Linked DNA regions of Mus musculus: all the other regions are linked to region 3. Evidence: chromatin contacts called from public HiChIP or PLAC-seq data. All regions are on one chromosome and are shown on one strand. Each heading gives the region's core, a stretch centred on a gene start, on an enhancer-like site or on the middle of the called end of the contact. The rest is flanking DNA. Distances are from core to core; before and after follow the strand shown. Region 1 has its middle 110 kb from the start of Gm41011. Region 2 overlaps Gm34196 (a long non-coding RNA gene). Region 3 has its middle 6.0 kb from the start of Gm51268. Region 4 overlaps Gm34196 (a long non-coding RNA gene). Region 5 has its middle 57 kb from the start of Gm41011. Region 6 overlaps Tmem161b (transmembrane protein 161B).

Region 1 (4,351 bases), core at 487-2,986, 700 kb after region 3:
AAGTACTCTTCTTTTGTGAGAACATAAAAATAAAATAACTGGGACTGAAGAGATAGCTCAGAAGTAAAGAGTTTGTACTGTTTTTACCCAAGCTTAATCCCAAATTCCATGTGGGGCAGCTCATACTGCTTGTAATGGGCACCTGCATCCACGTGCACATGGCTCCACATTGATGAACACACACACACACACACACACACACACACACACACACACAATTTAAAAATAACTCTTAAAAAACAAACCAGAATAGCTGCACTTCTGCCCTGGGGGAATTAACAGAAAGCTGGACTAATACTGATTTTGAGTGGACTTTGAGAACTTGTCAAAACCCTACCCATAGAGAATGCTATCATGCCTTGTGATGCTCTGCTTTTTCTTATTGCTCAATTCAATCTGGTCAGTTAACACCTGCCAATTTGGGAGGGTATGATTCTTATGCATTTTGAAGTTTGAACTGTAAAAATTTAAAAACTGAATCAACATAGCTTCTGAACCATAATGCAGAAGCCTTGAAACGAGCAGCATGTTAAGAAATGTTGCCCAAATTTCTAGTCATCTAAAAGTATTTAGTTCCCACATCCTGCCTCATATCTTCTACCCAATGAAATTAGTCTTCAGAATGAGAACTTTTAGTCCACATTCCTGCCACTTTTATTACAAACCATGCTGAATATAGTGTTGTTAAGTAAATTGTTCATGAAGTGGATGTTTTGGGCAGGTGTTAAATGTGGCTGCATCCTGCCCCTTAAATAAGTTCTGCATATGTAGGCATAGCAGTTGAAAAATGACCATTGCTAACTGTGTGGCATGTGCGTATAATTTTGTCCATGCATCATGAGTGTATAAGACAAAGTGGTCTCTCTCTCTCTCTCTCTCTCTCTCTCTCTCTCTCTCTCTCTCTCTCTCTCTGCCTCTCTCTCTCTCTTGTTTAAATACAACTGTATTCAGTTCATCACATTGGTGGGAAACATCTTGTGGCAGCACTGGGATAAGGCCTGTAGCAAGTTATTCAGTCTAACAATTATTGCAAATTAGAACCTTATTCAGGAAAGAATATCAATTTGGGAGTAGATAGAACACATTAACTATAGCTAATTCAAACCTTCTTTGAATGGGGCACATTTTCTTAGAAGGAGCCATAGAGATAAATGCATCACGTGAATCTTAGAAACAAACTGCTGAATGAAGATATTGGTGGACTGAGGCTATTCACTTCCATTTACAGAATCCAAATTGCTAAAGAGTCATGGGAAGGCAGGAAAGAGGCTTGTTTTTAAAATGCTCCCCGACGTTTGTGTGCTGCGTTATCCAATGTAGTATCTCATTCTGTTGCCACCCGGAGTCCCATTCACTGGTTTGTTTAACCTCAAAGTGGGAAAGTAACTAACACAAATACCTCCATTGTCCATGCTCTAATAGAATTAAGATTCCCAATACACTGCCTGCATTTGGATGAGGTTTGTTACACACTAGCTTTTATGGTCACACCCCTTTCCCTTGATGGTTCTTAAGAATGGCAGAAGCAGGAGTCCAGAAATTTTGTAAGCTCATAAATATGAAGCACACTGTGTTTGAATAATGCAAGGGTGCTGATACAAATGGACCAATGCCAGGAAGCTCAGAGTGAAAGCTCACAATTCATCCTCCCATCACAATGAATAAGAAGGAAGGAGAACGGGGCAGTGTGTTAGCTATAGCTATGCTGCCAGGAAACTCGGGTAGTTCTGTCTAATGGGCCGGTGTGGCACAGAGCTCTGAATCACACACTGTTTACCCAGAAGACAGGAAGTAGGGCTATTATCCTACACAAAGGCTAGCTTTACAAGTTGGGGAATTACGTAATAATGTTTGTTTCACACCACACAGTAGCAGCTTGAGTAGCTGTAAACTTCTGGAATAAATCCATGTCTCCTGTTTTGGCAGTCACTGTCAGATGAGTGCAGAGTGTTTAGTTTGGAGGCAGGTACTATGTGACCATGTGCCAGGACCAACCCAGATTTCACCAGCTAGTCTTACTAACTTGTAGCCTAGTTATGACACCTGCTACTTCTCCCACTAGCAAAGTTAAAGGAATTGAGCCTGGGCTGGGAAACCCTGCAGTACGATGACCAGGCTGTAAGCCTCTGTTCTGCTTGTGGACAGACTCCTTGTTCTAAAACAAAGTGCCATGATTTAGTAACCATATTTTCTTTAATACACTGGAGTTTGCCACGCAGTTATTTAGGACTACGTTAGGGGTAAGAATGTTTCTCTGTCTTCAACCAGATTGAACTTGGCTAGGTACTTTTGAAGGGTGCTAGCTCAGTACCTGATGATCAGAAAGAAAATATTTGCCTTTCAAAAGGCAATAATGAGAGGAAAATAGATTTATTTTAATGAGGAATTCTTTTTAATTTTTAAAATTTATGTGTTAACTTTACATCCCAATAGCAGCCTCCCCTCTCCTCCCAGTACCTCCTCACACAGATCCTTCCCCTATTTCTCTCTATGTCTCCTCTGAGAAGGCGGAGCTCCCCTGGGTATCACCCTGCTCCCAGCACATCAAGTTACTACAGGACTAGGTGTATCCTCTCCCACTGTCGCCAGACAAGGTGCCTTAATTAGGGGGAGGATCCATAGGTAGGCAATAGATTCAGGGACAGTCTCTGCTCCAGTTGCTGGGGGACTTGTATGAAGACCATGCTGCACATCTGGTACATATGTGCAGGGATAGATGAGGTAGGTCCAGATGATGCTTACTCTTTGGTGGTTCATTCTCTTGGAGCTCCCAAGAATTCAGTTAGTTGACTTTGCTGGTTTTCATGTGGAGACCCTGTCCTTAATGAAGAGAGATGGACTGGAGAGATGGCTCAGAGGAACATTGGCTCTTCTTCCAGAAGACCCAGGTTTGATTCCTAGCACCAACATGGCAACCCAGCAGCATCTGTAATTTCAGTTCCAGGGGATCTGATGACTTCTAGCCTCTTTAGGCACCAGATACTCATGTAGTACACAAACATACATATAGACAAAACACACATACACATTTATGTTAATATATGTATTTTATTTTCAAAATCCCTGTGCTTATATAATTAAATTTCATGTAACTCCACATTACCCATTCTCTACCTTGTTTCTCTCACAGTGAGTTTGTAGTGATCCTGATTTCTCAATGCATGAAGTGACCATGGCTTTCAGCCAATGCTGTCTCAGAGTCACATTAGTTATTTTTTCCCCCAATGTTTGGCTCTCTTCAGAGCAAATTAAACCTGAGGATCCATACATTCCTAGGTAACCTCTGCTCTGAACTCATGGCATCAAAGGCTATAAACAATGAGCTGTCCTATGGGTTGAACAGTCTTTTCCCTAGTATGATTAAAGATATAATAATGACACTGCTAGTATGAGAACCACCGCTAATCAGCGATAATCTTCTCATACTGTATCAGAGTGCTGAGTGAACTGTTTTACTTAACAGCCTTTACCTACCTTTGCTTCATTACTTTTCTATTGCCGTGACAAAACACCATGATCAAAGCAAATTATCGCACTCTAACCCTCATTTCAGGAGGTTAGAGTCCATAACCATTGTGGGAGGGAGCATGGCAGCAGACAGGCAGGCATGGTACTTGAGTAGTAGATGAGAGCTTACATCCTGAGACATAATCATAAGACAGAGAGATATACATGGAATGGTGCTAGCTTCTTGAAACCTAGAAGCCTGTTCCCATTGACACAACTCTTCTAACAACCCTTCTCTTCCCCAGACAGTTCAAACCAACTGGGGATCAAGTATTCACACATACGAGCTTATGGGGGTCATTCTTATCCACCCACCACACAACTTCATGCAGTTATCTCATTGCATTAATTAGGGCAATTGCAGCTATAATTGGCTAAGAACCTTAAAATAGATGCTTATTTTTCTTATATGGAAAGAAGTTTGGAGAATGAGAACTGTGGATGACTATCTTGTGGTTCCATGATGGCAGGGATCATTTCTTTGGGAATTTCCAGGCCTTCCCTTTAAGCTACAAGAGGGTTGTTGCAATTTAGGAGACATCTTTAGTCTGGTAAGATGACAAATAAAGAGGATGAGCCAGATACTTCAGGTGTTTTCACAGGAAAAGAAATCTTTTCCTCCTACTCCTGCAGAGACAGTTGTGCACATCTCACTTCAGGATCCCACCACGCTGCCACTGCTACAGCTCCAATAACACAGAGAGCAAGCAGTGATGTCCTCTACCTACGGTGGGGAAAGGAGAAAGGTATTAGCAATGGCCAGGGATTGGAAATATTAAGGGTCTGTGACTCCAATTTAGAGACAGAGAAATCAGTGGATAGAATGGCTGTTTTTAGAGGAGCT
Region 2 (4,771 bases), core at 593-3,092, 890 kb after region 3:
TATGAAACAGGCCTAGGAATCTATTTTATGCTGGAGGTTCAGTACCTGGGAATTCCAGTTGACTTCAGGGTGTTCATTTAGGCTAGTCAAGGAATGGACACATGTCATATGAGTGACTCACAAGGAGTTAAAACTTACTTCATATTCAATGTACAGAGAGGGACACTCCAAACCAGTAACAATTGAGAGAGGAAATTTATCAAAATACACAAAAGCCTTTTTATTTTTCTCTTTGACCAGAGTTTGGCAGCGTGCCTGTTTTCATGGGAGACTCTTGCTTATGATCTTTCCAGGACACAATATGCTACTTTTCTTTTTAACTTTACAAGTTTAATATGAAAATATATTTACAGAACTACTTATACTTTATCTTATTTTCATAACAATGCTTACTAAAATAAATCAGAAAAAATATTCTTTGATTTTTGCTTTTTAAAACACCATGGAATCCTAGGAACTGTGGATGTAGTGATAGAAATAAAAGACTATAAAAGGGAAAATTTTCAGTTCCATAGAAATTTGGGGAAATACACTCAGAGTACTTTGAGATAAATAATATTAGATCATTTGGAATTATCTATCATAGAGCATATCCCTCTCTCTGGTGGTTAGAACATCACCAAGCATGTGTTGGTTTACATAATGAGCAAGATTAAAATAACTTCTAAGAGTCCACATGCTGTCAAATTTGCTGCTATTTTTCCATATGAAGCAAATCTCAGACATTTATTCTCCATAAAATAGGTAAAAAAAAAATCAAAAGCCCTCTAATTGGTAGAAATTCTCAGGGCAGGTCTATAAAGTTCATTAGTGCTCAGACATTTAATAAGCAAATGTCTGCTCAGGGACACCAAATGGCCTCAGTTCCTATTGAACACAAGTCTCTTTTCAAACCATTGATGTGAAATGATTCTATTGACACTAGCTTTTGAAGAAAAACTTTAGTTGAAGGGAACTATGTCCAACATTTATCTCTATTGGTGGATTTTTTTTCATCTTATTTATTCTTCTTTTATTTTGTATGTGAGAAGGAAAAAACAAAGTCAGATCAAACACGCCTATGGAACAAAGCACCAGGATTCACACCAGTGTGCTAGGAATGGGAAGATTTTGCTCCCATTCGCTCTGAAAGGCTCTGATGAATTTTCCCATACCCTATGCACAGGAACAACAGTGGATGCCTCCTCCACTGGAGCACGATGTCTAAGAAATGCATCTCTCACTTCATTTCCAGTGTCCATGCTTTCCTGGACATGTACCTTAAGCTTCTTTTTCTCTTTCAGTTCCTTTCATTGCCAAAACGAAAGGTAACTTTGGGAGTGAACATGAGTAGTGAAACTTAGCTCTGGAGACAAGCAGTAACTTTTCATTTCAGAGTTTTGAAAATAGCTGGTTCTAAATTGTTTAGACGGACTGTTTTTACTTTGTTATGTCATGATATCAGTTGAGTAGAGACGGCCTTCTAGACGTTGCACAGTTTCTCGTCTCTTTGAAGTCAATGCTCACTACATCTCTACTCTCTGCTGGTCCTTTAATCAGTGTCCAGTCTGTCTGATGAGAATAGCCCCAGGATGGAGCCCGAGACCAAGCCATGGGCAGCACCCCTTTGTCCTACTCACATGGATGGGACATGATTCCACAGGATTAGCCAACAATTATATGCTCTGAACTGATCAATTCAGTCAATTTACTGTGCAAAGTAAATTGATCCTTCAGAACAAAGGTTTCTGTCAGCAGGGAGCTACCTGAGAAAGCAGCATGCCTGTGTAAACAGTTCTGTCCTTCTCCCAGTGTGGAGTGGCCCCACGCCATATGGTGCCACTATGAACTTATTAGCTGACGGATTAACTGATCTCTGCATTTGGGATCCCCAGTTTCCAGCTGTGAGAATGATTGATGGGCTAACTACTGCTCCAGTCTTGGAAGTTATTTCCTCCATTTAACAGAGTCAAGAAGACAGAAAATTGCCCCCTTTGTAAATGCTAATCTCACCACTCCTTCGAACACCCAACATAGCAATTTATTCAAGGCAAAGTCTTAAAATTGGTATAGTGCACATCAAATGCATACTAATTAGCAATTTCTTTTGAAGGCTCCATCACTTATTAAGGGTCTCCTTTTCCATATGTTCATCATGCCCCACTTCACCCTTTAATTACAAAACAGCACTTTCAACTAATTGCGAGAAGGTATATTGTGCCTGGAATCTGTATTACACACTATACCTTCTGATGCCTAATTTAGGGTCACATGGAAGGCAGACAGATAAGCAGGCGGAAAAGCTCAGAACCATCATCTGCAATTTTAGGCATATTTGGGCATTGTCAGGATGAATGTTTCATCTACAATGGTGTCTAGGACACTCTTCAGTGGACACTGTGCAGAAGAATGGGGTGAATATTAGGTTAACAATTGGGATCTTTTCCAGATTACAAAGATTATTGGATTGGATTATTTAATCCAACAGAATGATATTACATTTGTTACTTTACAATTTCTTCAATCCCAAATGTTGAAAAAAAACTTTTAAGTCCAATAAGCAGTCTTTTAAGTATAATAGCTGGATTATAGAAGGAAGAATTTTGCAAAATACACTGGAAGGATGCTCAAAAGAAATATTTCCTGTTGTATAATGGTGATGTTTTTCTTTATTAAACCACAGTTCTTATGCAATCTAAATGATCCTAATGGCTATCCCAATTATTGGTCTGCCACATACAGTCTGCCAATGTCACCTTCATCGCAATGCTGAGTGCTAAAGAATGGGACCTTTCTCTTGCTCCTTTTATGTAGTAGTCCCTGAAGAGACTCTGGTAATAATTCTTCCTTCTTAATGTTGGTCCTGAAAGCATTGGTGCAAGTTTAGGCTTCACGAATACTCAGGCTGCAAAATGATGATAGAATCAAAAAAAACTTGATTCATGGTGGTCGAAGATCAGGTGAAGTGTGACCCACACTCCAAAGGAAGTTCATTTTTCATAAGCTCCACAAACTTGATGTCATCACACACACCAGCAAATCAGTCAGGCCCAACCATCCTAAGTTAAGATCATTTCAAGTTAGTTTTCAAAACTGTTCCTAATTGTGAACTAATAGATGGGAGACATAAAAAGAGTGTAAATGGCAAAAAAGTCCCATTTTTTATGGAAAGAAAATTTAAGGACTTTTGAACAGATTTGGGATGTTTGCTGCCTCTAGCCACACAGCCTTTTCAAATCTGAGTTTCATCTCTATATAATAATCATTATTGCTTACTACTAATATTTTATTTTCTAAGTTCTCAAGTTTAGAATTGTCTTACTTGAGATTATGTTCCCAACTGTTATTGACCTAGGATTTTGTTGCAGGGTTTTTGAGGCTGTAATTTGGGGATGATTTGCTTTTGATTCTCAGCTTTACAATCTGGGACTCCTGGTGGCAGTCAGAATTCACTTCAGAGCTTTAGACTAAGTCTGGCTGGCTGGTTTATGAGTCTGCTAGGAAGCAAAGCTGAGGTCTGCTTCCTGCACTTACAGGCTGGGTTGGCATCTATAGTTTATCAACTATCAGCAATACACTCTTCATTCTTATTTTTCTTTTCCCTGAAGAGAACATAAAAAGTTTACTTAATATTTTTATAGAATTTTAAAACATAACCCCAAAATTCATATGAAAGCACAAAAGACCCCAAATACAATTTCGAGTAGCAAGAATGAAGTTGGAAGTACCACAATGCCAGAATTTAAGGCATATTGCATAGCTATAATAATAAAGACAGCCTGGTACTTGTAATAAAGATAAATACAGGCCCATGAATCAAATACTCAGAATTAAACCTATAGCCAATTGCTTTGCAACAAAGGAACAGCATATACCAGAGAACAGAAGGTATGTTCAATGAGTGATGCTTGGAAAATGACAGCCATGTGCAGCTTCACAGCAGTAACAGAATATTCACACAGCACAACAGGTGCTAATAGGGATACAGAGGAAAAGCAAGTCCTACCCACTGTAGGTGAGAATAGAAAATTACTATAGAAGTTACAGGGAACAATATAAAGTTCCTTGCAAAACCAAAAATTGGATCAATCACAAAGTCCAGGAATTTTACTTCTGGACATATATTCAAAGGAAATGAAATCATACCAGAGAGATATAAGCACACCCATATTTATTGTAAAACTATTTAGAATAACTAGGACATAGAACTATCTTGGGTGCCAAATGGCAGATGTCTTGATAAATAAAATATATTATATGTTTTATATATATATATATATATATATACATATATATATATATATATATATATATGGGAATATTATACAGCCGTAAAGTAGAATGAAATCCTAGAATTTCAGAAATTTACATGAAAGTTGAGAACATTATATTAACTGAAATAAATCAGACACAAAAGCTAAATAATTATATGTCCTGCCTTAATTCTGGAAATTAAAACAAAGCTTGATCTGAATATTTAATTATAATTAACAGATGGGGAGATGTGTGTATGTAGGGGAAAAATAGATCTGACCTGTGCTCTTGCGTAGAGCTGTGTTAATATATACTACTTAAATAAAATATTTTTTGCTCTTTTTGAAACAAAGACTTGTCAATAATTGCATCTGTTTATAAAATGCATTTTGTTCATATCCTTCTTCTCTGGCTTATCCACTTCCCCCTCCTGCTTCTGCCTCCACACAAATCCTGTTCCTATTTCCAGAATATTTTCTTTTGCTTTATTTTTCTTCTATGTCCAGAGCTTTCTAAGTGAGCCTGGATGGAGATCTAC
Region 3 (4,882 bases), core at 1,404-3,903:
TCCAACTTAAATTTTGCTTTGAGTTTCAGCATACTACTCTTTCCAAGTTTGACTGGTGATGGACAGACACTGTAAATGAACACCATAGAAGTATATTTCCCAAGACACACAAGAGCTTACGAGTGTATTCTAGTGCCCTGTACACTTTCTTTTTATAGTTTCTAAGAGTTTTTACACACGTGTATCAATCAGTTATCTTTCAGGCTAATGTTCACATGATTTATTTGACTGTAAACAGAAAAGAGTAACAGAACAGTTCAGAAAGAGTAAAAGAAGCTGATGGTTCACGCTTTATTGAGATGTCTATTTTAAGTATAATTGACTTTGCAGTTTTGCTATTGTATCACCAAGTTCTTCACATGTAAGTGCAAAACAGCGAATAACTGCCATTTTGCTGAATAACACATCTGAGTTCCCAATGTCAAAGGTATTTGTGTGTGTGTGTATTCCTAAATAGGAACACCAACTGCAGTCTTTGACATTTAGAATATTTTAGTAAAATATTTAAAAAGAGGATGATCAAATGATAGCTCTAAAAGTGAATGTAAAGCTATAGGCAACTTATTTCCCTTGCTTTATTTTGTGATGTTACAAACTAACAGTGAAAAGTCACTCAATAATCAAATTATAAGGCATATATCATTAAACACAGAAAAAAAAAATCCAACCCAACAACAAAGATAGAAATTGAATAGAAGTTAAAACATAGATATATAGAAGATGTCTATAATCTTGGCAAAATAGGCATGAGTATGTTTTTCAGTGCCTTTCATTTTCTGAAGTTGCTATGAATATGTATAATAATAAAATAAATACACTATTTATATTAAAAATGGAATGCTTTTTTCAAAATAGCTTTTCTTCAGGTCTTCTTAAAGCATTACATTTTGTATTAATAGTGTTCTTTATGTTTATTTTAAGAATTTATATGACTTTCTTATTTGAAAATATGTAAAATTCTAATGTGATTTTGTGTTGTTTGATGATAATATAAAATTCATTTAAATAATGAGATGAGAATGCTTACATTTCAAATTGAAAACCACTTTCTATTCATAGACTACGTAAACATTTTAAGAACTTTTATGTTTAAAAGGGTGTTTTTTTTTTTTAAGTGGCTAGATGGGGGCTGGAGAGATGCTTCACTGGTTAAGAGTACTTGTTGCTCTTCCAGAGGACCAAGGTCCAATTCCTAGCACCCACATGGCAGCTCACAACCATCTGTAACTCCAGTTCCAGGACATCTGATGCTTTCTTCAGACTTCTTGGGCACCAGGCACAGACGTGGTACACAGACAAGCTTACAAGCAAAATAGCCATACACATAAAATAAAATAAAATAAAATAAAATAAAATAAAATAAAATAAAAATGAACAAAGTGGCTAGATAGTGAATAAAAACGATGTGCACATCTGTTTTCCTATGCGTAACCTGTGGAAATACCATTGTGGCTTCAGAACGTTGATACTTATTTCCTCCTCCTCCTCCTCCTCCTCCTCCTCCTCCTCCTCCTCCTCCTCCTCCTCCTCCTCCTCCTCCTCCTCCTCCTCCCCTCCTCCCCCCTCCTCCCCCTTCCTCCTCCTCGTCTTCTTCTTTTTCTTCTTCTTCTTCCTCCTCCTCCTCCTTCTTCTCCTTCTCCTTCTCCTTCTCCTTCTCCTTCTCCTTCTCCTTCTCCTTCTCCTTCTCCTTCTCCTTCTCCGTCTTCTTCTTCGATAGCGTTTCTCTGTATAGCTCTTGCTGCCCTGTAACTCCCTCTGTAGACCAGACTACCCTTGAACTCACAGATCTGCCTGCCTTTTGAGAGCTGGCATTAAAGGCATATGCAACTATTCCTGGAGGTCATTTTATATCCTCCAGTGACTCACATTTTCCTAAATTTGCTAAAATAAAACACACTATGTTATGTTGGATTCTGGGTGGTGGCTGTGAAATGAACGACAAAGAATAAATGTCCCTTGTGATTAAAAACTAGAATTAAAGTTGTTCAGTAAAAGATATTTGTAATACTAGGTCAATTGTCTTACCAGTACTTTGAGACTGTTAAATAGATCTTACAACAATGGAGCATGTAAGGCCGTTCTTCAGTGTCTCCGGATTAATGGATGGCTTTGTTATCCTGTTATTCTGTTCACCGCCCCCCCCCCGCCCCCTCCAAGTTAAACAAGCCGCAGCAGAATCATCCATTCCTATTTGCCTAGAGAACTTATTTCACCTTCTCTGCTCTACTTTCCTGTGAAATTAACCTAAAATACTGAATGGAAATTAAAAGCATATAGTTGTGATTGCTACTAAGGAATATTTGATTGTTCTCAAACAGGGCTGCAGGCCAGAGTTAGTAGACTACCTTAGAAAGATGATGGCCATCTTTTGAGGTACAAGCATGTGGCTTTCTGCTTTGCAGCCAACTGCCAGACCACAGGGGGTAGAGTTTAAAAAGTACAGATAATCGACTTTATTCAGAGAAACAGGGAGTTCTGAACCATATCGGGCTTGATGGTTTGACTGGATTTTAGCTCAGAGTCTGCACAACGCAGTCCAGAGATCTAAAAATAGCCAGGCTTCGCCTCTCAAGGTGCTTGGTGTGGGCGGTGTATGGAGCAGACAGCAGGCTGTGACTGGCTGCAGAACTGGCTGGGCCAGGCAGTGGCAATGGCTGAGGCTGCAGGTTCGCCGCTGGGCATCACAAGGCCCGTCAGCACCGGCCAACAGCCTGAGTCCTCCCTGAGCTGCCGCTACTCGCGGCGGGCGACAGAAAGCTAGCGTCTGATTGGTGTTTCCCGGGAGACCGGCTGCCCTAGCTGCTGGAGCTAGTGCGCCGGCGCGCGCGCTCCCGGCTGGTGCGCGGGAGAGGCGAGGGGCGCGCTGAGGTTCGGGTGACCGGGTGGGAAGTCTCCCTGGTTCGCGGAGCTCACGTGCTCGCACCCCGCCGCGGGAAGGTTGAAGACCCCACCGGGCTGTGTAGTCCAGGCCGCCCCTCCTCTGCCCGGCAGGCTGAGAGCATCTATAGGGGATGCTGAATGTGATTTGCTTGTCCCTTGGCAGGTTACCAGGGTCCTGGCCTTGCTTGTGCCTCTCCAGTGTTCATTTGCTTAGGAATCCTTGAGTTGTGTTTGCGGATAGGGTGGTGTTGGGGGTTAGTCTATTTTGGACAAGGGTTTCTGGCAGGCAGATGTTTTCTGCCCCAGAGCCTCTTACTTGTCTGGTCGGCTCTTTAGGGTTAAAGGGGTTCTCTACTGAGCTTTTCTACCTCTGCTTACCCTTGCCCTCAATAGTTCAGGTTTCATGATTGTGTCCCCTCTATCTCCTCATACTTTTTTTTTAAGTTAGTGGGTTGCTGCTGACAGAAAAGGATCCCTCAACCCTCATCAGAAAAAATTGGTACAGGGTGGTCCTGGACTTGGGTTCAGGGAGCACCCACTTAGGACCTCTCCAGGAGTCGCACCAACGAACCAACAGGAACTTGGGGCATCTTCACAGCATCAGATTTGCTGCAATTATTTATCTCTGTTGGGTGGATACAGTAGAACTTGCTCAGAGTTTACTTTAAAAAAAAATCGGGGTCTTAAGCACTTACTAAAGCCAGTTAATAACATCATGCATGGACATTTAAACTTGTTGTAAGATGCAGACAGGATTAAGGGGAAGTCACGCTGTGCGCAGCTAATGATACCATCTTAACTCTAACTGGCCTAAATCCACCTCCCTTGGCTCAGGTCCGGGTCTTAGACCCTTCGATGATCCTAAAAAAGAGGGAGGCCTTGGATGAGTGAACTGGGCAGACAATAGGAGCATCTTTAAATGTTGCTTTAGGTGACAGTCAATAGTCCTGGAAGGCTATGGTGGGTCTTACTGTTGGAAAATGAGCAAGACCACCAAGAGAAGTCCTAAGCACACTGGTGTGCTTGTTCATGTGATAATAATGACACACATCGAAGGGTATTGGCCAACTTGTAGAGCAGTTTTCATTTTGTTGTCCACAGGTGTGAAAGTTGTTGTATGCCCGGGGTGGGATGGGGTGGGGTGGGGGTGGGGCTTTCAGATCCCCCAAAATGATGACTTCCTGGTTGCCGGTCTATTTGTAGTGCCAAGGCCAGCTACTTTGAAAAAGATAATCCAGGGTAGTATTTCAAAGGTAAATTTATCAGAGTATTACTAATAACCTCTTGACATAAGTTTCAAATTGATTATTGTTTTAAAGGAGTTTGTGACTTTTATATGACAGGGCAAATTAGAAATAACCCTGGGAAAATGCTTCAAAAAATGCTGCGTTATTAAAACAGCTAACAATACCCATCTGGTTCTGTCACTAAGTAGCTGTCTGGCAGACTCCTTGTGTTTATGAGTTTCTTTAGTAGGCATATGCCTTGAAAAAACAAGTTATCAGGATAATTTTTAACTGTAGATTAGTTTTGGGCATTTAAAAAAATTTAAACCCTGCTTTTAACAAGGTTAAAATGTTTGTCTTTTATCATTAACTGCTAGTGTGAGATTGAAAATAACTGTAGTTACTGATCACTGTAAAAACTGGTGTAAACCTGCAAAATGGTGGCTAAGGAAGCACTGCAAAGGAAGGTAGAATGGAGAAGTAGCAAAACGGTAAAACGTCAATGCTTTCCCAATTATGTTACAAGAAACAAGTTGCCAAATATTAATCATAGCATCTTTTAAATCTTTGTCTTTTAGAGAAAAAAAATCTATCAACATATAGAATAAAATTTATTACTTTACAAATTAACCACATATATGAAAAGAAATATTTTCACTGAATAAATATCTCAAACAGTTTATATATTTATCAGGTCCACTGTAATGAAAAAAATCTTCTATAATCTATTTGGAATTAATGTCTCCTTGAAGACAATAACAGGTTTAATATCATTG
Region 4 (4,231 bases), core at 289-2,788, 850 kb after region 3:
ATTTCCTAGATGTCTGCAAATCCCAAGTCATGAATGAAATATCTATGTCTATAAAAATGTTCCTACACAATATGAAAGAAACTCTTTAGAGGAGGAGTAAATGCTTGCAAACATTACTTTAGCTATATCAGGCAAAGAAGAGAAACAGACGTACTCATTTCTGGACAGTAGAATTTTCAGCAGGTTCCTTGTGTGGACTGATCTATTTTTTTAAATTCCAATCTATTTGTGAAAAAAGCTAAAAATCATTTCACATATACCCTACATTTCTTCACAAAGAAGCAAATAAACAATTAGGGATAGATTTAAAGCCATTTCTTTGATATTAAGCTTATTAATATTTTTCTATAGGTAGAATACATAAATTTCAAATAGACATTGTATCTAATGTCAATATAAAAGAGCCTTTATACACTAATGTTGATGTGAAATCTACTTTAAGCAACTGCATGACTCCAGCATGCTCATTAAATTTAAGGTAGAAAATACATATTGTATGTATACCAAAAAAAGGAGTAACCCAGTGAAGAAAGAATAGAAGTCATATGGAATTACAAAGCACAGAGAGGAAAACCAACCAAGAATCTTCAAGTATGGAGACCACACAACTGGTCATCTGAGAAGTGAAAGTAATTGGAGATGATTTTCATTGTTGCTAGAAAAGGTCTAGACATACATTTACTAATATACATATGAACTGAAGAATTTAGAAAATATTTGTAAATAAACATAGTATGTATAATGAAAATTTGAAGTTCATATTTATTATTTTCCTAATGCTTACACTAAATCAAAATTTAATTGTGTCCATAGCTATGGAAAAAATTTCTAACCTTGTTTTAATAATCTATTCAAATACAATATTTAGTACTTCTCATTACATTTTAATATAAATGTTAATTATAACCATGGCTTATAGTATAAAAGTGGTCAATGAGAGGAGCATAAAAATGAAATATTAAAATATCATTCACACATGTAAAATTTTTATGCCACCATTAAGAATTCAGATTTCAAGAAATAATCATGATAATATTAAATAAAATATAAATGCAAATATGACAAAGGTTACAACTTGAATATGAGGAAAAATACACTAGAAAAGGAGAGAATCTATCCAAAGGTGAATTTACATTTATTTAAAGCTTATATAATAGATAGTTTTAAGTAAACTAATTACTTATAATTTTGTTAGTTTTCCAAACAATATTTTTAAATTTGATATTTCCATAAGGAAAAATATCTGTCTTAAGTACAAACAAAAACTAAATACTCTTCTCTGGATGAAAGTAACTCATCTGTAAAATTATATACTACTCAAATTTCAGAGTACTCAATAAGGCAAGAAAAATTAATTTTATTTTATGGTACAGAGGTTCAAAATGAGAGCCATGCTTTGTGCTTTTGATGTGAATATTTCTCATATTGGCACCAGCAGCAGAATGTACACTACTTTGCATTTTTAGTTCATTTCTCTTAGCATTACATGACCTTATGCCTGATTTGCATAATTTAAATGATTCTTTTGAGTGGCATGCAGTTGCATAATTATTCTCTTAATTACAGTTATTAACTTGTTTGTATAATAGCAGATAATTTGAATAGATCATTTCACCTTTTACATTTTGCAGCTTCATATGCAATATAGAGAAAACTATATCCAAATGTTAAAATTATAATGGCAGACATAATGAGAACTATTGAGAGGCCTTTATAGTGATAGATTTGTCTTTCTCCTCTACATGCACAAAGGAAATACTGTTCTAGTTAAGTATGAAAATAAAGTACTATTTATCTGTTATAGTTTATGTAAGTTGTAGAAAATCATTCACCAAAAAAGCATGAATAAGTAAACAAGAGTAATGTATGATAAGTGGCTTGACAATATTAGACTGAATGCACTTTTTCTTATCTTAATAAAGAATTTTCCTTTATATGAAAAATTGAGAACCAAATAATGTATTAGTAAAATAGATCTGCTCAACTCCAGGTAAATATATAACAATCGTATTCAAATTCAAATGGATGCTGATGGTATTTTCATTCCTGCAGTTCTCTACATGCAACAATCTTTGCTTCTATTAATCCTTAAAATTAAAATTGCTATCCATTATTTTCACTCCGGATTTATTAACACAAACAGAAAGTTGTTAAAAAATGGTAGCATATATCAAGCTCTAAATTTTCATAATTATTTTCCAAGTAGACTAGTACTAAGGTTTGTGGAGACAAGGCAAATGTCAAATTTCCCACAAGGAATGGAAGATGGTTCTTTAACTTGTGATCCAGAGACTAGAGAGCTACTTCTGGGATGTTATAGCTATCTTGTCTTCCTATAATTAACTAACACTTCAAAAATATACCTGCAATTTTACATAAGGAAGCATTTGCTGTACTGCCACAATTGTAGGTGTTATAGAGGTAGTCTAGGTAAAGATGGCAGACATATGTCCTACTCACAAAGAGCTCGTGTTTCCACTTTCTAAGTGATGGGTTTGTATATGAAATTTTCCTGAAAATAAAAACAATATTAAGTCATTGTGAGCAACAAAATGTGGTATGTAGATAATTCTTTCCAAAGGACCAGGTAAGGGCAGGTGAAAGGAGTTTTGTAACAGGTGGAAGATTAAAGTTTGGCAGGAACAATTTAAAGCCCTAAGTCAAAATTAGAAAGATCCCCAGCGTAATGTTCAGCTGTGGTTTTCTGTGATGGTCTCCATTTTCTGTAAAGATGATTGTTGGGTTTTGTTTATTTATTTATTAATTTATTTTTGCTAAGGGGTGGTAGTTATGGTTTTTGTGGGTATAAGATACAATTTATTATGTAGTAAGGAATCATTATGCTATAGAAAAGTGGCAGTACGTATTCTTTTAAGATCCAATAGAACAACAATATGAACTAACCAGTACCCCCCCCAGAGCTCGTGTCTCTAGCTGCATATGTCTCAGAAGATGGCCTGATCGGCCATCAGTGGAAAGAGAGGCCCATTGGTCGTGCAGACTTTATATGCAGGAGAACGCCAGGGCCAAGAGGTGGGAGTGGGTGGGTGGGGGAGTGGGTGTGGGAGGGTGTGTGGGACTTTTGGGATAGCATTGGAAATGTAAATGAAATAAATACCCAATAGTAATTTGAATATATATATATATATATATATATATATATTTTAATAATTTAAAAAGATCCATGACCTCACTAGCCCCATGTAATGGCCTACGTTTCTGGTACTGTTATGCCCATTTTGGAAGCATTATAGAGGCCCAAAAGACCACCGAGGAGCCAATTCTGATGTAGTTACACTAGATTCTTTATTCAGGCTCGAGCTTGGGCTCACCCACCATTTCTGATGCAATGGGACAGGAGTTAGAAACCCCTTGCCCTCAGCGGGACAAGGTTTTATAGAAAATAGTGAGCAAGCAAGGGGGTGACTAGCCTGTCAAATATCTAAGTGAATGACTATTGTAAGTTGACAGGTATGTGTCTGAAGCAAAACCATGAGCAATCACAAACGCTCTGAAAGAACATCTGGAACTATCAGACTAATCCTGGTTGGCTGTTGCTAGGGAGTAACTCTGGGCTATGGGCCAGAGACAAGCTATGTGTCTCTTCCTAGAACTTGAGTGTAGCTTGGTTCAGTTGCAGGTTAAGTTCTCAGACCCTTTTTCTTTTAAAATGGAAGCCAGTTTCAAGATGGAGTAGGTTTGGTCTCTTATTTACCAGGCATGATTTTTCTCCTGTTGAGTAGGGCTTAAGGCCAATTAAACAACTGTTGGTTGCTACCAACATGTGAGTGCCACTTACTGCACCTTTTTGCATATCTTGTCATGCTAGAAACTGCTGTAGTAGTTCCTACAGGTTGCACCTAGAATGAACTGTTTTTTCTTTTCTTTATGTGCCAGTTTGAATAATATTTTCTGTAACCATGAATGATAGATTGTAGGAAAGTAATTTTCAGGTCACATCCAGCCGAAGTCTTACAAAATGTGTGCCCTAAATGTGCAGTGTCTTCAGGAAGAGAAATCCACCCTTGATCCTAGACTAAAGGCAACCAAGTCCTAGACTGTTTGGGGAGTTACTTGGACTACCCTGACCAGATGCTGAAAAAGAGATTTCTTTTGGCTAGTACTGTTTTGTTTTGTTTGCTAGTTTATAGTTCTTGCAAGGAACATTGTCAATCTAAGCAGTTTAAAGTGTGTGTGTGGTGTACATACACATATATGTTGTGGTGTATAA
Region 5 (4,575 bases), core at 439-2,938, 650 kb after region 3:
AAAATTGCTTTTCAGTACCTTTCACCTTGAAATAAACTGAATCTCCATTTCCTCCATCCCGTATTTTAGATTACATTACAGTATGCTCAATTAATTTTAATCACTTTAAAAATTAACAGTCCTATCCCAATCATTGTTGGCATCCAAAATAATCCTAGGATAAATAAATAAGAGAATATGGAGGCAGCTATCTCTAGCTTGGGTTCCCACCTAAAGACATTGCTAGAATGGAACAGATTTGCTATGTAGGATTTTGCTTTATATTTCCAAACGTAGCCCATGCTTCATCAGAGAATTAGGGTTGCACATCTCAATCAAACTTCAGTGTGGACATATAGGGCTGAACATTAAACAAAATCAAAAGTATTCCTGGAAAGAACAGAGGCAGCCTTTGAGGTACCCTGCCCCTAGTTTTCATCAAGGCCCAGGGGATGCTTTCAGAAGCAGAATGTGATGGCATGTTGACTCGGAGAAGTCCACCTTCCTGTCCTGAGCAGAATACCAGAGTGAGTGCAGCCTTTCTGAGAGCGCTGCCTCCCATGCTGGGCCACAGTGAATGACCATTATTAACCCCACCAATTCATGTCCAAGTGGCATCAATCATTTGGGTCCCACAATACCCGACTGTAAATTATGACATTATCTCCAAGTAAGAAGGTGATAATAATAATAATCATAAAGAAGTTCCTGGCATGGCCCTGGCTGGCTGAGGACCTTAGCATGATCTGTCATATTTGTTCTTAACATGAAAGGCTTCGCTGTTCCCTCGCAGGCCCATACATCACTGGACCTGTCATAGGTTTCTGTAGGACCAGTTGACATAGCTCAGAACAGCAGCTGCAGGATGGCTTTGGGGAGCCTGACTCAAGAAAGAGTTGCTGGGGTACAGGGACCACAAGCATTCTGCCAGAGACTGACTTCCTGTTGTGCTGCCCTGCCCCTGCCCTCAGTAAGTCACCAAGAGGAGTAAACTGCTGTCACGGAGATGAAAGGCCCCCTTCCTCTGATCTCTCCACTACAAAATTACTTCAGTGCCACACTGTATTTTATGTCAATACCTATTTTATTTTTCAAAATTGAAAAAGATATAAGTACATTGTTCCCTGAATTCCTGATGTTCTGGGTAACCTAGCAACTGAGTATGCCACATAGCACACAACAGAACATTATCATGCATTCTGTTCGACTAACAAGCAAGCAGCACAGATTTCCCTTCCAGATGATTTAGGCTAAATGAACAGTTAATAGTTGCTATTAATATTAAAAATAATAATAACCTCCCTTTTTCATTTCTTACAGCTAGATTTGTAGGAAATAATGCTTGGTTTTTACTGTGCATGTGGGAGAGTGTTTTCACTGAGCCTACATCTTGCAAGTGATTTGCATGGGATTTAGGTAGCCGGCAGCATGCTGCAGAGTGATAATCACATGAAACAGGAGAATACATTCAGGACATTTGGAAACCATGCAAAATTTTCAAGTTCAAAATTGACTCATGCTTTCCCCCTCTGTGAAGATGCTGTCAATAAGGGGCTTAAGTGCATGGCTCAAGCTGTTCAGCTAGGCTATCACTGTCTCTCTCCTCTCAGAAGCCTTCCAGGCAGCCCTCTGGCCTGTAGCACTATGGTAAGACTGTGGCCAGGAGGAGACCTAGGGTCAGGGAGAAGTTCAAGGATGTCTGACCTGAAAGAAACATGTATAAGGTCACGACACAGAGCAAGGGCCAGATGAAGAGTGGCAGAGGTTACAGGGAAGAGGAGAGAGAGCAAAATAGAAGCTGGACAAAACAAAGGAGCAAAACAAGGATTGCTCTGCAAACAAGGAGCAGAGCACCAAACACACATCCCACGAGGCAGGAGGTGGGTGGGCTGTTTCTGGAACTAGACAGGAGGCTCAGGAGTTGGAAGACCAGCATCTGCAGCAGTCTTTTATGTATAAATTTACTTGTTTTTCACTTTAGCTTTCCTTTAAAATTGACCCAGTTTGTGTACTGTCTTTTAGATCTCTCTCTCTCTCTCTCCCTCTCTCTCTCTCTCTCTTTCTTTCTCTGACACACACACACACACACACACATCTCACAAACATTTTCATTAATGGCACCTTGTCAATAATTCACCTTTTCCACTCTTCCTTCTTCTTTTTCCTTGAAAAGCAACCTATTTAACTTGATTGTTCCTTGCCTAAACCACTAGAACTTTAAGAAGCCTTTGGGACTTTCTTAGAACTTGGACCTCAGAAAGAACCCTTGAAAAGTCCTGCTGTTTCTTTCCTCAATGTGAAGAACTAAGGTCCTTTGATTTTGAGTACATCCTGTTGCTTAATAATCTATGAGTGAATTAGTCATTTTCATCTTCAGGCTGTTGCCAATAACATGACCATTCTTGGCAATCATGAGAACAGCCTAATACTTTCTAACACCCTGAAGTACCTGTTATATGAAGAATATATATTGTTATATGCTCAATGCCTCATATAGATCAGATCAACTTGATCCATAAATGTCAATGTAAAACTGCTTTTTTTTTTAAAAAAAATGCAGCTATTTCTTTTAAAACAAATTAAAACAGGATTTTGAAAGCACATTTTGCTTACCAATAGGCTTTGAAATTTTACCTATTTAGAATAGAGATTGCTGTGATGGTCAGGATCAGCCCTGCACTCAGCTGATTTCTGACTGTTCACACTTTATGCTGATTAAGTAGAAAACCATTTGGCTGCACTCCTTGGGACCTGGGAACTGACAGGCTACTAAACATCATTGCAGTAAGGCAGGGCATAGCGATGCTCAGAGCTGAAAACATGAATGTAATGCCTGAGCTGGCTACGTGGTGGAAGGGTGATGGGAAACCAAGAGTTAACATCAATCTGAAAATTACTCAGTATTTGGATTTTCTAGATTAAAAACAACAACAGTAGCAATAGCAACAGTATTTTAGAAAGCAAAACCCTGCTAGGATGATTTTTTTTTTTCAGGGAAAAATAGAAGAATCATTTGCTTTAAAATGGCCACATTAATGTATTTGTGTCCAAACACTTGTAAAAGCCAGACCACCCACAGGGAATGTGTTCTTGTCAATGCCACAGTGGAGTGACCTGTGCCTCAGAGGGTTTCTGTTGCTGAGGTGATGGGATGGGAGGCTGGAAGGAGGCTGCTGGGGCAGGATGTTGGACAGGATGCCCCTCAGACCTTCAAATTTGACCTGATAATTGTTTCAGGTATGGCCATTTATGCTCCAAAACACTTTATTTGTTCTTAAAGAAGTTAATTTTTCTTGCCTATAAAATGCTCTCTGGAAAAGCTTTGGTAGAACAGTAAACAATGAGAGGAAAAAAATCCTGATGCAGATTATGAAGATAACTAGCTGAAACATTCATGGCTTTAGTGTATTGTAGAGAAAATCAGGGGCTAGAAAAGTATTGTTTGTATCTAGATAAACTGGGACCTTACTTTCATTTGCAGACAGCTGTGAATGCATGGACATATGTTTTAAGAATGACTTAAATATAATTTACACTATAGAATATGTACATTGCTAAATACTACAAAATCAAATCCTCCAGTTATATATAGCGGATCCCAAATGTTCCTCACCAGCTGAAAGCAGGATGCTTGGGTGAGTGATACACCCAGCCAGCCTAGGACTAAGTGTTCAGTTAGCCCATGGTGCAGGTGTCTTTGGCCATACTGAAACTTTACATGTAGAACTTGGGGAGGCAAGAGTAAAGTAGGTTTAATACTTCAGGGCTTGGTCTTACTTCTTCTTCCACAGATCTTTGCATTCTAGAAAGCAGTCCTCTTGGAACTTTCACTGGTGGTAAGGTGTTAGAGACATTACTTAGAGCCACCTCAGTTGGGTATGTACACCTTAAAAATAGACATCAGGAATGGGTGGGCATCATTTCATCCAAAGAGATGCATTATTAATGCTAGAACACTGCCATTCCTTCTGGATGAGGTCTTTGCTAGCATTCCTCCAATTATTTTATGTCACTTACTCTCCAATCTTAATCAAATTTCCTTCAGTTGAGTACCAGAAAATATGCAGAGGAAGTGTGTCTCAGCTTTATATTAAAAGACTCAACTATTAGCAAGAATGTTTTGTTCAGAAATTATAATTTTATCTTTTTACAGAATTATGCCTTATATTTTATATTTGTTACCTAATAATGTCAAATTAGAACATTTTAAAGTTCTAATCTTTTTTTTTTTTTTTTGGTTTTTCGAGACAGGGTTTCTCTGTGTAGTCCTGGCTGTCCCGGAACTCACTCTGTAGACCAAGCTGGCCTCAAACTCAGAGATCCGCCTGCCTTTGCCTCCTAAGTGCTGGGATTAAAGGCGTGCACCACCACGCCCAGCTCTAATCTTTTAGAATCCTTACTAAAGAAATAATTGGTAAAGCATGTCATATAAAACTCTATATTATAACTCTATATTATAACTCTATATTATAACTGACTAGAAGCCACTGTAATAAGCTTAGCAAGCATTATGAGGCATCAATGGATACTACAATACACATTTTTGAAAATAATACAATATTTAGGCAATAATCTTTTTTCTTATTTTAAATGTGA
Region 6 (4,853 bases), core at 1,942-4,441, 540 kb after region 3:
GTGTTCTGTTTCCATTAAGATTTTCATTAGTTTTCACTTCCCAAGGACATCTGACAGACACTGGATAGAATCAAAGCAAATACTGGGTGTTCTTTTGGCATTTGCCTGATGTAAAGATGGCTGTGCATAGCTCCCACAAGTTATTTGTGGTTTTTCCTGAACTTTTCCTTTTGCAGCAAAGTTCTATTTTCATTAACTACACACTATTTTAAAGTAGAAGATGGAGGTGAAAGGTCAGTTTGTGTCACCTTTGGATTTTTTTTCTTCGTTAAAGCAATGGCAGTTTTGATCGTAACAGAGAACTACCTGGAGTTTGGCCTTGAAACAGGTAAAACTTTTATACAACTTTAAAAATCAGTTTTAGTTATATATTTTTTATTTTAGTATTTAAGTTTTGTCAGATAAATATTTAAATGTTGAGTTGGCTTATGTTCTAATTAACCTTTACTAATCTTCAATGAGATCTTTATTGTTACTGTTTTATTAGATTTTATTAACCTTGTTCCCAAAATGTTGCACCCTTAGTTTTTTCTTAAGGTTTAATTAATTTCTGTAATGCTAAGGAATTAATTTCAAATTTTCTGCACTCATGAAATGTACAAGTACCAAAGGGATGTTTTAGAGACTGTTCTTGCAAATAACTGATTTTTATTGCATCATAGCATACTTTTTAACACAGAGAAAGAGGCTAGTCATTAGCATATAAGATGCTGTGTTTTCTAAGAGTATATTTCACCCTATGATGACAGTAGTCTCTTTTTTCCTACAGGGTTTACAAATTTTTCAGACAGTGCAATGCAGTTTCTTGAAAAGCAGGGTTTAGAATCTCAGTAAGTTTTTGACAATTTGAGCATTATTTAAATTTAACGTTTTTCCTTCTTAAAGCAATTTTTACTATAAATAATTGATTTTAATCAGTAAAATAATTCCCTTATGATAGGACTCTCACTTCTCTCCCTCACTCATTTCAGTATTGGGATCTAACCCTGGGACCAGTGCATACAGACGAGCAGGTGCTCACCTCCAAACTCACTGTGAGAGGGGCTTACCCCTAAACTCCATTGCCAGCCCCCGGGTTACCACTTTTAGGAACACCTTACTCATACTGTGTACAGTCATTTGAAGGTAGACTTTCCCATCAAATTCTTAGCTATATTTGCTCTTACAATCCCACTGTGTCCAAAGATGAAATTAACTTATATCTGAGCCATATGTCATTGATGTGTAGCTTGGATTGTTGGCTATTATTTAAGAAATATCTGGTTTAGTTTATAGTTAGTTCACTATGACCTGTTAAGAATAAGATCAGTATGTATGTGTGTAGTACATAATTTGATGTACTGACGTTGTCATGACTTGTAAATTACCTGGATAGAAAAAATGGTTCTTAGTAAGTTATCAAAAAATTTATCAGTTGTTTTTTTTTTTTTTTTTTAAACTTTATTTCTAGGGGCCCTGTTTCAAAACTTACTTTCAAATTTTTCCTGGCTGTTTTCTGTTCACTCATTGGGGCTTTTTTGACATTTCCTGGATTACGGCTGGCTCAAATGCATCTGGATGCCCTGAATATGGCAACAGAAAAAATTACACAGTAAGCGGAAAATGTACATAAGCACATGCAGATAAATATATGTTTTCCATCTTAATTAAGGTATATTATTGTGATAAAATAAATTATTTTATTAAAAATTAATATTAATAAATATTTGATGTCACACCTGTTTTTAGTCAGCTATAAGTAGTTTCTCTTTGAAATTTCAGGCTAGTGTTAAAAATACATTTGTTGTTAAACTAATTTTTACCTGTTTAAATGAAAATGTTAAAGTTTATATTCTTTTTAATTCAGAGATTTATAGTATTTTGATCTCTACATTCAAATTGAAAATCTCATAGAAAAATTTTTTTAAAAAACTTTTTTTTAATACTTAAAGTTTATGTGTTGATTCAGATATTTTAATATCTTTATTTATGACAAATAATTTTAAGCCTGAGTTACATTTGTAAGAATGATTTTAAGTTGTTGATCTGCATGTTAAACTTCAAGTAATTCATTATTTTATTTCCAGATTGTAAATAATATGCAACACCCTGTATCCAGTTAGTTTAACCACCAAATCCTATTTTGATTCTAAGGAGAAAACATTAAACCTCTGCTCATGGCTCTGAAGCCATTGCTGTTTTCTGTCCTTATTTAGGGGTCTTTGTTTATTTGGTTGATTGGAGTTTTGTTTGTTTATGAATAGAGACATCTTTTTTTTCCAATTTTTTATTATATATTTTCTTCATTTACATTTCAAATGCTATCCCCAAAGTCCCCTCTACCCTCCCCCCGCCCTGCTCCCCTACCCACCCACTCCCACCTTGACAGAAGGGTGAGCTTGTATTTGCTTTCGTTTATACCCAGGATCTTCTTACCTGCACTGCAGGTCGTCCTTGAACCCTCCATCTTATATACATATGTATAGTCAGTAAGCTCCTCTAGGAGGACACTGTATTTAAGATACTTTAAGATCCTAATTCCTCTCTTTACATTCTTAGCTTTTACCTATGTTCTTTAATTTTCACTTTTCCCCTTGACTCCATTTTCTCCGTGTTTAGATGTTTACTTGTTCCTAGCTGCCCCGCCCCTGTTACACACTACTTCATCTTCCCCCACGTTTTTTTTTTTTTTTTTTTTTTTTTTTTTTTTTTTTTACTCAGCATGCTCTTCACTATGCCCTGCCTTTCCCACCACCCAGCTCTCTAAAGGCTTCTTTTAAGACAAAACCTGATCCCCCCCCCCCCTCTACACACACACTGCAGTCCACTAACCCCAGTGTTAGGATTTAAATAAGCTGAAAAGGGTGGGTGGAGGGGAGCCCTTCACAAGCTACTGAAACCGCTGTGGGCTGCTCCTTGATACTGGAGTGTTCCCTAGCAACACTGCATACCTAATACTGCTCTTTCTTCCCTGCCCTCCATGGTTTACCAAGACTGTGGGATGAAAGAATCACATTATAAAACATAAAGCATTTAGTGATGGTTGGAGAGAGGGTGATGCATCTATCTTCAGTAAAATGTGGCTTTATTTTAAGGGTTTTCCTTGTGGGAATTTGGGATTTTGTGTTATTTCCAGTTTTTTACAGCCTCCTGTTGTGGTACAGCACTCACGCTGTCATGCTGTAACAGTATGGGCAAGCTAGTTCTGTTGTGGGTAGCCTGAGTGGCAAAGGAGCAGCGCAGACTGCACCCCTATGGCAAGGCAGTGCAGCTTGTACTGTGGTTGGGTTGTTCCTGACTCAGCCCTGTGTCCTCCAGACCTGTCCCTACCGTTTGTCTGTGTAGTAATATTTAAAAGTCTGTGTGTTTTAAAACCTATAGTTAAGCCTTCTCTATGGTTGATAATGAAAGCAGTGTGTTGTATTAAAATAGTGTAACAAGTCTGTCTTTTGTTCCAAAGAGAAAACTTTTGTCAAGCCATGTGTATCTGTAGGATACAGATTTAGTTAACAGAGAGGTTGCAGCTTAATCCTGATATCCCTCTTCTGCATTAGGAATGTAGCCCCAGTGTGGTGGCTCATGTCCGTAGTTCCAGCTTTTGTGAGGCTGAGAGTAGCATGAAGGCCAGGCTAGGCTGTATAACAAGGTGTGTTCCATAGAACCAAAAATAGGGGGGGGGGGGTACATTATCTTTATTTGTATATGGTAAATTAATTTCATCTGTGTTTATAACAGTCCAAGAAATAACAAATCTTGAGTCATTTGTAATTTTGGCATTATAAATGATCATTGCATATTGCAAGGTTGCTCAGTTGTAAACTGTTGTGTTTCATTTGCCATTTGCCTTCTGATAAGACTTCTAATCACTCTCATTTATTTGTGAATAATAAGCAAATGTTCAGTTTAGCTGTGTTGAAAATTTTCAGATGACGTGTATGTATATTCCCTTGTGATCACTGTAGATAATCATTAAAACACCTATCATTGAGTCCTGGATTTAAGGGATTGTCATTGAACTTTCTAGGTCCGTATGTTCTCACCTGAAACACTAAGATAATGACTCAGCTCTTAAGGATTCTGGTTAACAGTAAATAATTAGAAATGCTATACCCTAGTTACACTTGCACATTTTGTTTCTAGATCTTTATGTGTATTTCTTGTATATTTTCAGAACATTACTTCATATCAACTTCTTGGCACCTTTATTTATGGTTCTGCTCTGGGTGAAACCAATCACCAAAGACTATATCATGAACCCACCGTTGGGTAGAGAGAGTGTCCCTCTGTAAGTATGGGTACTTGAGTCCTATGTTTTAATTCACTATACATCAAAGTTGCTTTTTTTAATTGTAGGTAGGTTTGTTCATTTTTTTTTAGACAGAGTATCAGTATATTGCCCGGACTGTCCTGGAACTCACTGTGTGGATCAGTCTGGTCTTGAACTCACAGAGATCTGCCTGATTCTTCCTCCTGAATACCAGAATTGAAGACATGTCACACTTCTAAAGTTTTTTGTCTGCCTGCTTTTATGATAAGGGGAGGTACTTTATTCTTTAATACTAGTGTAAGTGGTGAAGATAAGGCTTGAGCCTGAAGCTGCAGGCCATCTTCTAACCTATTTTTGAACTTTTTTGAAAAGAATACTAACAAATATTATTCTATACTAATATTAGCCTATATACACCCTGAGATTTATCTCCTGATGTCCAATTATCATCTGCCATTTTGCCTATTTGGATCCTTCTACGGTGCTTTTATTATTGTTCTACTGTGAAACTTATGGAGGGAAAGTAATGCCAATGAAAACTAAAGTAGTATTTATTTCCTTATCCATGGAAAATTTTAACATTTCCTTTTGCTTCATTCATAGCTTT

Evidence for each region. HiChIP or PLAC-seq counts read pairs in DNA pulled down with a chosen protein or histone mark.
Region 1: an H3K4me3 HiChIP or PLAC-seq map of neural tube shows a contact between it and region 3, with 5 times the contacts expected there. The contact joins two enhancer-like sites. A contact is called at or near these places in 13 of 115 datasets of contacts at active chromatin or transcription factors (bone marrow-derived macrophages, differentiating embryonic stem cells, embryonic basal ganglia and 9 more) and 1 of 9 other capture datasets (embryonic stem cells).
Region 2: an H3K4me3 HiChIP or PLAC-seq map of embryonic forebrain shows a contact between it and region 3, with 6 times the contacts expected there. The contact joins two enhancer-like sites. A contact is called at or near these places in 3 of 39 promoter capture datasets (the HPC-7 cell line, cranial neural crest and hippocampal neurons), 7 of 484 Hi-C or Micro-C datasets (LSK cells, cortical neurons, embryonic cerebral cortex and 3 more), 13 of 115 datasets of contacts at active chromatin or transcription factors (the NIH/3T3 cell line, VIP interneurons, craniofacial prominence and 10 more) and 2 of 9 other capture datasets (embryonic stem cells and embryonic tail).
Region 4: a contact with region 3 is called in an H3K4me3 HiChIP or PLAC-seq map of embryonic basal ganglia, with 7 times the contacts expected there. The contact joins two enhancer-like sites. A contact is called at or near these places in 14 of 115 datasets of contacts at active chromatin or transcription factors (the NIH/3T3 cell line, bone marrow-derived macrophages, craniofacial prominence and 10 more) and 1 of 9 other capture datasets (embryonic stem cells).
Region 5: an H3K4me3 HiChIP or PLAC-seq map of neural tube shows a contact between it and region 3, with 3 times the contacts expected there. The contact joins two enhancer-like sites. A contact is called at or near these places in 8 of 39 promoter capture datasets (the C10 cell line, the HPC-7 cell line, cranial neural crest and 5 more), 2 of 484 Hi-C or Micro-C datasets (both in cerebellum) and 12 of 115 datasets of contacts at active chromatin or transcription factors (bone marrow-derived macrophages, differentiating embryonic stem cells, embryonic basal ganglia and 7 more).
Region 6: an H3K4me3 HiChIP or PLAC-seq map of embryonic forebrain shows a contact between it and region 3, with 5 times the contacts expected there. The contact joins two enhancer-like sites. A contact is called at or near these places in 1 of 39 promoter capture datasets (cranial neural crest), 6 of 484 Hi-C or Micro-C datasets (adipose-derived mesenchymal stem cells, cerebral cortex, cortical neurons and 3 more), 25 of 115 datasets of contacts at active chromatin or transcription factors (SST interneurons, VIP interneurons, astrocytes and 13 more) and 1 of 9 other capture datasets (embryonic stem cells).

Annotation. Positions count from the first base shown.
Region 1 is chr13:84,447,700-84,452,050 of GRCm38.p6, forward strand. No RefSeq gene overlaps it. Among named protein-coding and RNA genes, the nearest start is that of Gm41011, 110 kb to the left of the region's middle. Within about 2 kb of position 1,737, at least 59 of the 459 cell types and tissues checked have an H3K27ac peak or open chromatin away from gene starts, as enhancers often do. A contact at or near this core is called in embryonic basal ganglia, forebrain, neural progenitor cells and 4 more, where this site is marked.
Region 2 is chr13:84,637,594-84,642,364 of GRCm38.p6, forward strand. All of the region lies in intron 2 of Gm34196 (a long non-coding RNA gene), which reads right to left. Among named protein-coding and RNA genes, the nearest start is that of Gm34246, 35 kb to the right of the region's middle. Within about 2 kb of position 1,843, at least 20 of the 459 cell types and tissues checked have an H3K27ac peak or open chromatin away from gene starts, as enhancers often do. A contact at or near this core is called in embryonic basal ganglia, embryonic brain, embryonic cerebral cortex and 1 more, where this site is marked.
Region 3 is chr13:83,742,403-83,747,284 of GRCm38.p6, forward strand. No RefSeq gene overlaps it. Among named protein-coding and RNA genes, the nearest start is that of Gm51268, 6.0 kb to the left of the region's middle. Within about 2 kb of position 2,654, at least 154 of the 459 cell types and tissues checked have an H3K27ac peak or open chromatin away from gene starts, as enhancers often do. A contact at or near this core is called in cerebral cortex, cortical neurons, differentiating embryonic stem cells and 11 more, where this site is marked.
Region 4 is chr13:84,595,278-84,599,508 of GRCm38.p6, forward strand. All of the region lies in intron 2 of Gm34196 (a long non-coding RNA gene), which reads right to left. Among named protein-coding and RNA genes, the nearest start is that of Gm34246, 78 kb to the right of the region's middle. Within about 2 kb of position 1,539, at least 1 of the 459 cell types and tissues checked has an H3K27ac peak or open chromatin away from gene starts, as enhancers often do. A contact at or near this core is called in embryonic basal ganglia, where this site is marked.
Region 5 is chr13:84,398,138-84,402,712 of GRCm38.p6, forward strand. No RefSeq gene overlaps it. Among named protein-coding and RNA genes, the nearest start is that of Gm41011, 57 kb to the left of the region's middle. Within about 2 kb of position 1,689, at least 18 of the 459 cell types and tissues checked have an H3K27ac peak or open chromatin away from gene starts, as enhancers often do. A contact at or near this core is called in forebrain and neural tube, where this site is marked.
Region 6 is chr13:84,282,535-84,287,387 of GRCm38.p6, forward strand. It overlaps Tmem161b (transmembrane protein 161B), which reads left to right. Exons shown (of 12, transcript NM_175187.5): 6 at 177-328; 7 at 770-830; 8 at 1,451-1,591; 9 at 4,151-4,264. Among named protein-coding and RNA genes, the nearest start is that of Gm41011, 59 kb to the right of the region's middle. Within about 2 kb of position 3,192, at least 48 of the 459 cell types and tissues checked have an H3K27ac peak or open chromatin away from gene starts, as enhancers often do. A contact at or near this core is called in cerebral cortex, cortical neurons, differentiating embryonic stem cells and 7 more, where this site is marked.